2 separate regions of the Bicyclus anynana genome follow, and region 1 is linked to region 2. A link is a contact called in public Hi-C data. All regions are on one chromosome and are shown on one strand. The core of a region is the stretch at or near the end of the contact, and the rest is flanking DNA. Distances in the headings are between cores, read along the strand shown.

The links. A called contact is a pair of places that touch in the nucleus more often than the background predicts.
Region 1: a Hi-C map of whole body shows a contact between it and region 2, with 2.6 times the contacts expected there. The contact joins the enhancer-like site here to the promoter of LOC112050393 in region 2. A contact is called at or near these places in 2 of 2 Hi-C or Micro-C datasets (whole body and whole larva).

What each region holds. Positions count from the first base shown.
Region 1 is chr25:4,407,752-4,412,941 of ilBicAnyn1.1, forward strand. The region is part of intron 1 of LOC112050393 (dual specificity tyrosine-phosphorylation-regulated kinase 2-like); the gene reads left to right. Among protein-coding and RNA genes, the nearest start is that of LOC112050393, 85 kb to the left of the region's middle. Within about 2 kb of position 2,215, at least 8 of the 8 cell types and tissues checked have open chromatin away from gene starts, as enhancers often do.
Region 2 is chr25:4,323,204-4,328,631 of ilBicAnyn1.1, forward strand. It overlaps LOC112050393 (dual specificity tyrosine-phosphorylation-regulated kinase 2-like), which reads left to right and starts at 2,122. Exons shown (of 2, transcript XM_052889372.1): 1 at 2,122-3,449. The coding sequence starts at 2,673. It overlaps LOC112050394 (transmembrane and coiled-coil domains protein 2), which reads right to left and starts at 1,128. Exons shown (of 17, transcript XM_052889365.1): 1 at 943-1,128.

The DNA.
Region 1 (5,190 bases), core at 965-3,464, 85 kb after region 2:
TCATATCTACTGTATAATATTAGTATAAATAATATGCGAGTATAATAAGGCATTGAACTAAAGAGACAGTTACCGCGGCATTTACAAACAGCTAACAATGTGGCTGATCACAATGCGCCGCTTCACAAAACCGCGTGCGCCGCACAGTGGGCAATCACAAAAATCACCGGGCCCGTTATGAGATGAACGATACACGGCACAATGCTGTTTTAATATGAATCGGGGGCAGGTTTTCACACCAATGCTTACCTATGTCGCGTGGTCCGAGTATAAAGCGGAAAGCGTGTTAGTGCACAGCCTGAGTTATAGCGTTTCGCGTATGAGGAATTCGAAAGAAACAGACTGTTATCATCATCATCATCACATCATCTGTTCTTGCTTGTGGATGTCCAAACACAATGCTCACTAGCTGCCTGTGACCAGTGCCTTATTTGAATCTCGTCAGTTTACTTAGTAGGGGGTATTTACGGTGTGAGGTCGCTATTCTAGTAAATTTAGACCCCAAACGTTCGTCGGCTCTTCAAATTATGAGCCCGTCCACCTACATCAGTTCTGCGACTCGTTGAGCTATGTCGGTGACTTTCGTTCTTCTGCGGATCTCCTTATTTCTGATTCGATCACGTAGAGATAGATACTCGGAGCGTAGCTCGTTCCATCGCTCGCTGTGTGACTCTCAGCTTTCTTATGTGGCCCATAGTTAGCGACCAAGTCTCGGAACTATAGGTCATCACTGGCAAGACTTTTGTCTTCAGGCATTGAGGATGTTCAGGCGTTGGTCGACCCCTCACCAGGTGGTCTGAAAACCTAACCTTACCTTTGGAAATCCCTACAAAAGGTCCTGCAGTGGACGTTCATCGGCTGATATGATGATGATGATGATAACATGTGAATATTTTCCGCTGTTCTCTTACCCTTTGTCCCGTGTACAAAATCACACGCGACCTCTATGTCAATCGACAACCGTTAGTATAGCTGAAAAACCATACAATGCGATTACCATACCCATTGTGGGCAGAGACTACAGCTCGCTCCACATTTCGCGATTGAGCTTGGCTTTGACAATCATTTTGATTTCTAGGATTGGGGACACGGAAGTGTGTAAGACCATTGTTAGATATATTTGTGCTAGGAACGCAGAGCTAACCATAGATAATAGAGCAGCATAGAATGTTACAGTTGGTCTATGGTTAGTCTAATCTGTGTTGAAAATGCCGGTCGTAGATTCTTACTTTGTTAATTAATTAATTATTTTTGATGATTATATGGTGCTAATTAATGTAATCTCGTGTTGTTTATTTTAACCACTTCTGATTACTAATACTGTGTTATTTTTATGTGTAAAATTACTTTTAACATTGTTAATATAAGTACAATAAGGTGTCATCATCACCAACAACCCATATTCGGCTCACTGCTGAGCAATAAGGTGCACTTTCATGTATTTACCTTTCAGTGTTTTTTTAAATATAATTCCATCAACTCGTATATGGCTGGTAATCACGTCACAAGTGATCCTCGTGGTTTTTTAAATAGTAAAAGTGTGTGTTAGTGTGTGTGTGCAGACACACACAAACACACACAAGCTGCTTTAAACAATTAAACAACACGCCTGTCAAACGCATGCCCATCTGAGGGCGCGTCAGAGCCCTGGCTGGAGAGTCTGGCTGGTGGGAGGCTTCGGCCGTGGCTAGTTGCCACCCTACCTGCCGGTACGTACGCCAAGCGATTTAGCGTTTCGGTACGATGCCGTGTAGAAACCAAAAAGGAGTGTTGATTTTCATCATCCTCCTAACAAGTTAGCCCGCTTCCATCTTAGACTGCATTATTACTACCAGGTGAGATTGTAGTCAAGGGCTAACTTGTAAAGAATAAAAAAATAAAAAAATATATATATATAGAAGAATTGAGTTGGAATTCACAAGTTTCGTTTTTGATGGCATACACCTTACCACTACGTTCAAAGGCAAACAGACTTTGCCAGTAGATTGCTGATTACGCTAGATATTTTAGTAATTAACTTATTTTAAATGTTACACAAATAATCCCACACATTTTAAGGTTCAACCCGTCACAATAATGCACTCGACTTGATAAAGAACATGTGCCGCGGTAATGGGGATCACAAATTAGGCCCGATATTTGCTCGTACTATGGAGCGTGCTACGTATACAGTGGGCGTGTGCCCTCTGACGTCATGACCTATATCGGCCGGTCGTCGCCCGTCGAGTCTGCGACCCGAGAGCGTTCGCAAATGCTATAAACGTGCCCGTAGTAACATTACACTGGGGACTTTTTGTTTATGCAACTTTTTGTCGTGTCACCTCGAGGATGTCGTTTACCTATATTTAACACTAGCGAACGGCCGGATATGGTTGATGCTCAGACCAATTATTGTATAGGACCTGCCTCGCTAGATGTTACTATTCTGTCAAAGTATATGATCAACGATCTAATGCGATTATAGAAACTGTCTCTATATAATCAGTGTTAAATAGTTGTAATCGTGTTCATCGGTTAAAGAGCTCCTCCTTTTTGTGAAATTGAATGGACAACTTCTAGTTTCGTACATATGACCAAATGTAAGCTCATTTTCCTCAGAAAATGACAGACAATTTTGTTCGTGACTATGAGTGCGATACAGGTCCTTCTATAATTGGTCTGAGGGTTGATGATACGAAGCCAAATGTTCCCGGAAATATAGCCGGAAGATATTGTTGATGTTGCAGTTTCGAATCTACTGTCAGAATTTCCGTGTGAAGACCGTGGGCGTTCGTTCCGTTGAGTATTACAGACAGACAGTAAAGAATTTCAATCAATGCTTTGTGTTCTGGTGATTCATATCTCTTCATATATCATCATTATGTAATAGGCTAATTGAATAGGGGCCCTAGGCTAATTGAATAGCACAGGGCTAGGAGCCCTTGCATATTTTGGACTAAGACGCACCACGCTAGTTGAATGTGGGATGTCGGTTTTTAACTGATAAGGACTGTGTTGACTTTCATATTGCTGGCGGCTCGAGAGTCAAAACCGTTGTGGAAGTCCATGCAATAGGCCCATGTCCAGCAGTGAATGTCCATCTGCTAATGATGATGATGATGATGATGATGATGATGATGACTCACACTATCTTGATACTGACTGAAATTGACTGCTTACGTGCTTTCTGATGTGCGACGGTAACCAATCATCCTTCAAGTCCCCTACTTCAGGCTGGTACAGAGATTTTTATTGAAGAAAAAACCTCAATAAATCGTAGCTCGTCCCAGGATTTTAACCTTCAGAACCTCATGATCGGAAGGTACTCAGACTAGCCGCTGGGTCAAGGAGGCAGTTGGCACTTTGAAACCTAATAAATAAATAAACATACACGCAATACACACATCACTTCTTATAGCTCCAAAGTAAACATATAATAAGCATGTGTTATGGGTACTAACCTCATAAGAAGGCTCAGAGTCACACAGCGGGCGATGGAACGAGCTATGTTAGGAGTATCTCTGCGTGATCGAATCAGAAATGAAGAGATCCGCAGAAGAACCAATGTCACCGACATAGCTCAACGAGTTGCGAAGCTGAAGTGGCAATGGGCGGGGCACATAGTTCGAAGAGCCGATGGACGTTGGGGTCCCAAAGTGCTGGAATGGCGACCCCGCACTAGTAAGCGCAGTGTTGGCCGACCCCCCACCAGGTGGACTGACGACATCAAGCGAGTCGCAGGGATTCGCTGGATGCAGGCGGCTCAGTATCGTGATGTTTGGAAGTCCCTACAAAAGGCCTATGTCCTGCAGTGGACGTCCATCGGCTGATATGATGATGATGATGATGATGGGTACTAAGATAACGGATTTTATTATATATATTTATAACATATAAGTACTTATACTCTTAGTACACCAAGACACTGGAAAACACCACACAAATAGTTGTGGGAATCGAACCCACGGCCGTGGATGCAGATAGCAGGGTCACTGCCCACTGCGCCACGCGACCGTCAATAAAGTATAATAGGAAAAGTTGTGGTGCTATTAAGCTTTAATGGTATGGCACGGAAGGATACTGACCCGTCCCGACTTCATTTAGACATGACGGACGCGCGTCGCTCAATTAGGCACAGTCCGTTAATCAAGCAAATTATGAACTAGACTAGATTGTACGTCCAATTTGGCCCTAGTTGCTTAATTAGAACTTTAATTAGTTCGTTCACCGCTGGTTTATTTGAATATAGAACTTAATTTACTATTCCACATATCCTTGAATACATTCATTAAAAAAACAAGCTTTAATATTTCGGACACTAAATTGTTTTCAAGATAAAAAGAGCACAAACTAGACCAGCTTCTTGGTACTGTTTTATTGGCATAAAAGATACTATGATACTAACTACTATATATACACTATATATACTATATATACACTATATATACTATATATACACTATATATACTATATATACATGGAATTAATCCACGCGGACGTATTTTTTATGGACGTTTTTCACAAATCCCACGGGAACTATGAATTTTTCCGGGATGATAAGTCTCTGTGTTAATTTAGAGTAAAATTTATTTTCATTCAAAATTTTAGCTAAATCGTCGCAAAATTGACAAAGTTTCAAACGAACTTTCATCCCCTATTTTATCCCTTTGGGGGTAGAATTGATCTAAACCCTTTCTTAGCGGATGCCTACGTCATAACATCTACTTGCATGCCAAATTTCAGCCCGATCAGTCCAGTGGTTTGGGCAGTGCGTTGATAGATCACTATGTCAGTCAGTCACCTTTGAGTTTTATATATTTAGATTTAAGCACAATAGAACTTGAGGTGATGGGTCTAGTTCATCTTTTGAGATCTGAGAAACACTTACTTGCGGGGCAGGTTGAATAAAAGTTTACAAAATAGACTATCTAGCTAGACTGTGCTGTCTAAAAACAATTCAAGATCCGTCTAGACATTTGAAATCATTATTCTCTACCTATATATAACTATACTACTCGTAGTGTCTTCTAAATTAGAATTAGGTATTTTTGGTAAGTACACGTGTGTGTACGCCATTTTCGTTTTTCCATCATAAAAGCGAAGTATCAAAAAGACAGTATCAATTAAATAATAAAAAATATTTAATTAAAGTTAAGGTAAGAATTAATTTTTCATTCGTATCTCCAATTCCAGTTGCGCTTATTATTCTTT
Region 2 (5,428 bases), core at 872-3,371:
GGTAAATAAAAAAAAATAAACCTTGGCTGAGTTTGAAACTCTCGTAAGTTTAATTTTAAGATTTCGAATGATTATTATCACCATTATCTTAAGTCTAATTAAAAATAGTCATTAAAAAGACCTGACATTTCGAAAGAGCTTGTAAACTAATCCTATTTGAAATAAATGAATTTTGACTTTAGACTTTTGAATATCACTGCAGATATCACGGATCTTTTGATTTTGATTTTATACTTATATTAGAGAGATAAAAATATGTTCAATAGTTTAGCTTAGTTTACAAATACATCTAAAATAACATTTTACAAGACAACAGATGTATTAACTTGGATACAACTGCAATAGAATGAGGATGTTTATAATCACTCAACAATGGTTTAATACACTATATAAAACTTGTTGTGCTTACATAACCTTAAGATTACCCTTTAGATGACTAACAACATTATAATTTCAGTTTTTATGTACTCTCCACCACTACTGACTCAGCCATGGATTGTAAACAAAGAGAAGTTAATATACTATATGATCTGGTGCATTATACTCAACATATATTCTCGACTCTTTACCTACTGGCCACAGTCCAAATATTGTATTATACATGTGTGCCTATAAGTTATATGGTGACAAAATATTACATACCATACAGTGCCTTAATACATGGACTTTTTAATATTCTTCCGTTATTCTACACTTAAGACGTCTTTAATCAATATAACTTGAAAAAGTCGAAGTGATTCATTGGAAATCGAAAATCATTATACACTACCGCCTCCCCATTTAGGATTGTAAAAAAGTTGAGCGTTTAGTTTTTAAAGTAAATTACAGTCAAATAAACACGGATGCCGGAAATGTAAAGATTCGATTCAGCGATCCCAACAAAGTAGTTCTAAAAATGACAAAAAGAAATCACTGTAAAGGAGTAATTAAAAGTAAACTTACATGGCTTTATCACCAAAATTTAATCTTCCAACTTCTTAATACACTGATTTGTTACACAATAGTCTCTGTACATGTTTTTTCGCGAAAATAAATTAAATAGTTACGATTGTAAAATGACAGAAAACAACGGAATGAAAAAAAAAAAGACGTCTACATTGGATGGATGATGCACTATTCTTTGCCGAAGTTTAACCACTACCCGATAGATGGCGATACCTTTCATACTCACCATAGACAATATTGTTTTGATGTGAGACCCAAATAAATTAAAGTTTTATTAAATTAATAAATAAAGTTCTTTGTAAACTAATATTAAAATCCTTTTGTATTTGAGTTTTCCATTATAAATTTTGTGCATAATTTATTTGAAAAAATTCATAATTACAATATTATTTGAAAAAAAAAATCAATTACAAATAAAATCAGCAAAATAACGAAACTTAAATATTATCACTGTAAGCTTACACAGTATGACGATATATTTACAATGAGTACCCTTGTAAATTGAATTCGAAGCACTGAAGTAATATATTTTAAGCATCTTTTAAAATTATGTTGTGCCTAAAACTATGTTGTGCCTAAAAAGTTGGACATAAAATTTGGTATGTTGTATGTTGGACACTTCTAGAATAAATTAAGTGTTATGTGGTTAATGTGAATTTACAATTCCGTACGTTATTATGTCAATAAAAACAAAAAACCTAGATAGCAACTTATTTGCAAAAACCAAAATAAAAATACATTGTTTAGAATTGTGGAAATGTACCATCAGCCAGATCAGACTACAAATATGAAAGTGTCCTATCTGCTGATTCTGGCTAAAAACCGATATCTAGACTAACACAAGAACACATTTTTACATTAGTGAATTATTATACACATTAGTTGTGTTCCTTATAATAACGTCTTAAAAAAGTAATATTATAATACCAAAAACCCAAGTACATAGTTAAGCGTAATGAACTGAAAAGAGAAAAACAAGTATCACAATGTTTAGATAAAATAAAACTAAATACGTTACGGTGAAGCATGCGGTGATAAACAATACATACATACTTGTAACAGATTACCTTCCTTCTGACGCAGAAAATTATCGTTCAGTGGTGGAATACGATACAAAGGAGAAGTTAAAATAAATTGAAAAGCATATTTTTATGCAGTTTAATTATAATTAACATTATCATTAAAGAATTTGAAGTCATTGATGTTTTTTGTGGAAATAATGAAAAATCAGGTATTAATATAATAACAGGCAACACTGCATTTAATTTTTGGGTCTTTCTAAATGACCGACACTACACAGGGCGCCCTCTGGGTATAGACTTGGAAACAACTGATTCGTATATGCTTCTCTTTCGCACTCGTGCGCTCTTGCCAGCCGAACGGTTCAATGACTTTGGCGACCAGTTTCTATTTTCTCTTTGGTTCTGTCGTCGGGTCGACCCGCAAGGAAGGGGTCTTTGTTTGCGTTTCACGTTCGCGTCGCACGGTATCATCTGTGACGGTTCCCATCGTATCGTGTCCGAGACGGAATGTGTCCGCATAAGTGGAAGCGTGGTCGTAGTTCGTGTTGGTCCACGTGAGATGCGGTGCAGCGCCCCGCGGTGTGTGCCAGCGCCGGTGTGTGTGCAGTGAGGTGTCAGGTGAGGGTGAAGTGCAGTGCAGGGTGTAACGGAGCGTGGGTCGGCCCGGCCACGGCGAGCGACGCGCGCGGCGCCGGCCGCCCGGCCATGACCGGCGACATGCCCCTGGGGAGCGCGCACGCGTTCGGGCGCGCGCTGCTGCGGGACGGCGCGCTGCCGCCGCTGGAGCCCGGCGCGCCCGCGCCGCCCGCGTCCACCGCGCCCGACAAGCGCCCGCCCGCCGCCGCCGCCAGCCCCGAGCAGGTCATGAAGCTGTACATGAACAAGCTCACGCCGTACGAGCACCGCGAGATATTCGACTACCCGCAGGTGTACTTCATCGGCGCGAACGCGAAGAAGCGGCCGGGGCTGGTGGGCTTCCCCAACAACTGCGAGTACGACAACGAACAGGGCTCGTACATCCACATCCCGCACGACCACATCGCGTACCGGTACGAGGTGCTCAAGGTGATCGGCAAAGGCAGCTTCGGGCAGGTGGTGAAGGCGTACGACCACAAGAAGCGCGAGAACGTGGCTCTGAAAATGGTGCGCAACGAGAAACGCTTCCATAGACAAGCGCAAGAGGAGATCCGCATCCTGGAGCACCTGCGCGAGCAAGACAAGGACAACACGATGAACGTCATCCACATGTTCGACTCGTTCACGTTTCGCAGCCACACGTGCATTACGTTCGAACTGCTGTCGATCAACCTGTACGAGCTGATAAAGAAGAACAAGTTCCAGGGCTTCTCCCTGCAGCTGGTGCGGAAGTTCTCGCACAGCCTGCTGCAGTGTCTGCACGCGCTCAGCAAGAGCCGCATCATCCACTGCGACATGAAGCCGGAGAACGTGTTGTTGAAGCAGCAAGGACGCTCCGGTATCAAGGTTGGTACACTCATAATTTTGTATAGTCCAAGCCCACTTCCATCTTAGACTGCATCGTCACTTAACACATAAGAGCACAGTCAAGAGCTAACTAAAAAAAAAACAACCTGATTCAAGGCATTTTGTAGTAGGACTAGTTCCTTTTCACACACAGTACACCCAAAACACCTGATTCAGGGTAGCATTTTGTATAACGTGTTCCTGCGAAACGTTACTCTGTATAATAGCGATGGTTTTTCACGAAGTAACAGCTTGCTTCGTCAATAAAAAAATCGTGTATTTCATGCTTAAAGTTAGAACACAGAATGGTAACCCAATAAAAAAAACACCTGTATACTGGTAAATGGGCGGACAGAGTAGGTACAGAATGTTTGCTTTCAGTTACAATAAAACCTAATATGTTTCACGCTCAAAAGGGCTAGAACACAGAGCGGTAGACCCAATTAATAAAAAAAAACTGTATACCCCTACAGCATGTTTGCGCTCAGTTTAGGTTACCGAATCCGTCAATAAAAATACATCTGTATTTCTCGTACTCGAAAGGGCTAGAACTGCTAGAACACAAGAGTCATATACTCACCCAATAATTAAAAAAAAACCTAGGTATATACTCGCAAGTGGGCGTTCAGACAGAGAGTACAGAATGTTTGCATTCAGTTATTAGGTTACCGAATCGCCGAAACACCTGTTTCGTTTACAAGATCGGCGGCGAGGGGCAAAATCGATAGAGTCGCTTGTTGTGAACAGCTGCCTGCGTGCGTTCAGATCAGCTGGCCACACCCGTGACTGACTCTGACTCTGTAGAGCAAGCTTCACTTGTCTTACTTGCTCAGATAAACAAACTCTCTTTTATTGTAACAAACAGAATAATAATAATATATACAAGAATAGTTACAATGAAATAATAACTTGTAGTAGAAAGAGTGCAAAGGCGGCCTTATCGCTAACTTTATCAATATATTTTTTTTTAATTTTAACAATCCATTAATATAAGTATGTTCTGTTACCTTACTTGCTCAGTTACACTCTTAATTCATTATTTATACTTACACTTTATTTTGAAATTTTAAACAATGCATATACTTAAGTAACTTAGACAAAAACAATTACGTACATAATTGTATTAAAAAATAATAAAAATGTAAAGTAATTTCATTGAAAATGATCCATTTTGAAAAAGTAGCTGTATGTAGGTAGAATGCAAAAAAAACATACATACAGCCGAACGTAGAACCTCCTCCTTTTTGCAAATCGGTTAAAAAATTCTTTAGTCAAGTTGGTAGGTTTTTGACGCGTTTTGCTTCTATACATATACGAGTATAATATAGTATATTGTTTTATGTAGCTATTTTATTCCTATTTATATTTATTTACTTTTTGGAACTTGTTTATTTTACCTACAGACAATCTAAATGCGTCTTTGAGATTCTGATCTTGTCTCAGGGTGATGGAACCTTGCAGTTGGAAATATTAATAATGTGAATGAACTGAGTGAGATGTTAATGACGCTATAGAAATAATAATAATAATTAATTGGTTATTAGGTAGATATGTAATTAATAGGTAATAAAATTACTGCCTCGATGATGGTCCAGTAAAAGCCCATTTATTTTTTATTTATTTATTACTCTGTATTTGTATACCACAATTAGAATATAAGCGAAACAAACATAACAAGAAGTAGAATACAAAAGGCCTATGTCGCTTCTTCGGATCACGAGTTCCTGGGTCGGGCTATAAAATAGATTTTCTACCCTTTGAAAAATTCTCAGCCTAGCCTTAGTAACATCTGTTATCTATCTATGGTATCTAGTTATTAAAAAAAAAAAAACAAATTGCATACCGTCCATATGAATTTAGTGAGCAGCTATTAATTAACTGAATAACAATTAAGGTAAAATTAATTAAATAACAAAGGGAAACTTTCATTTTATTTGATAAACATATAGTTTAGATGTACAGACGCTATGTTTTTACTA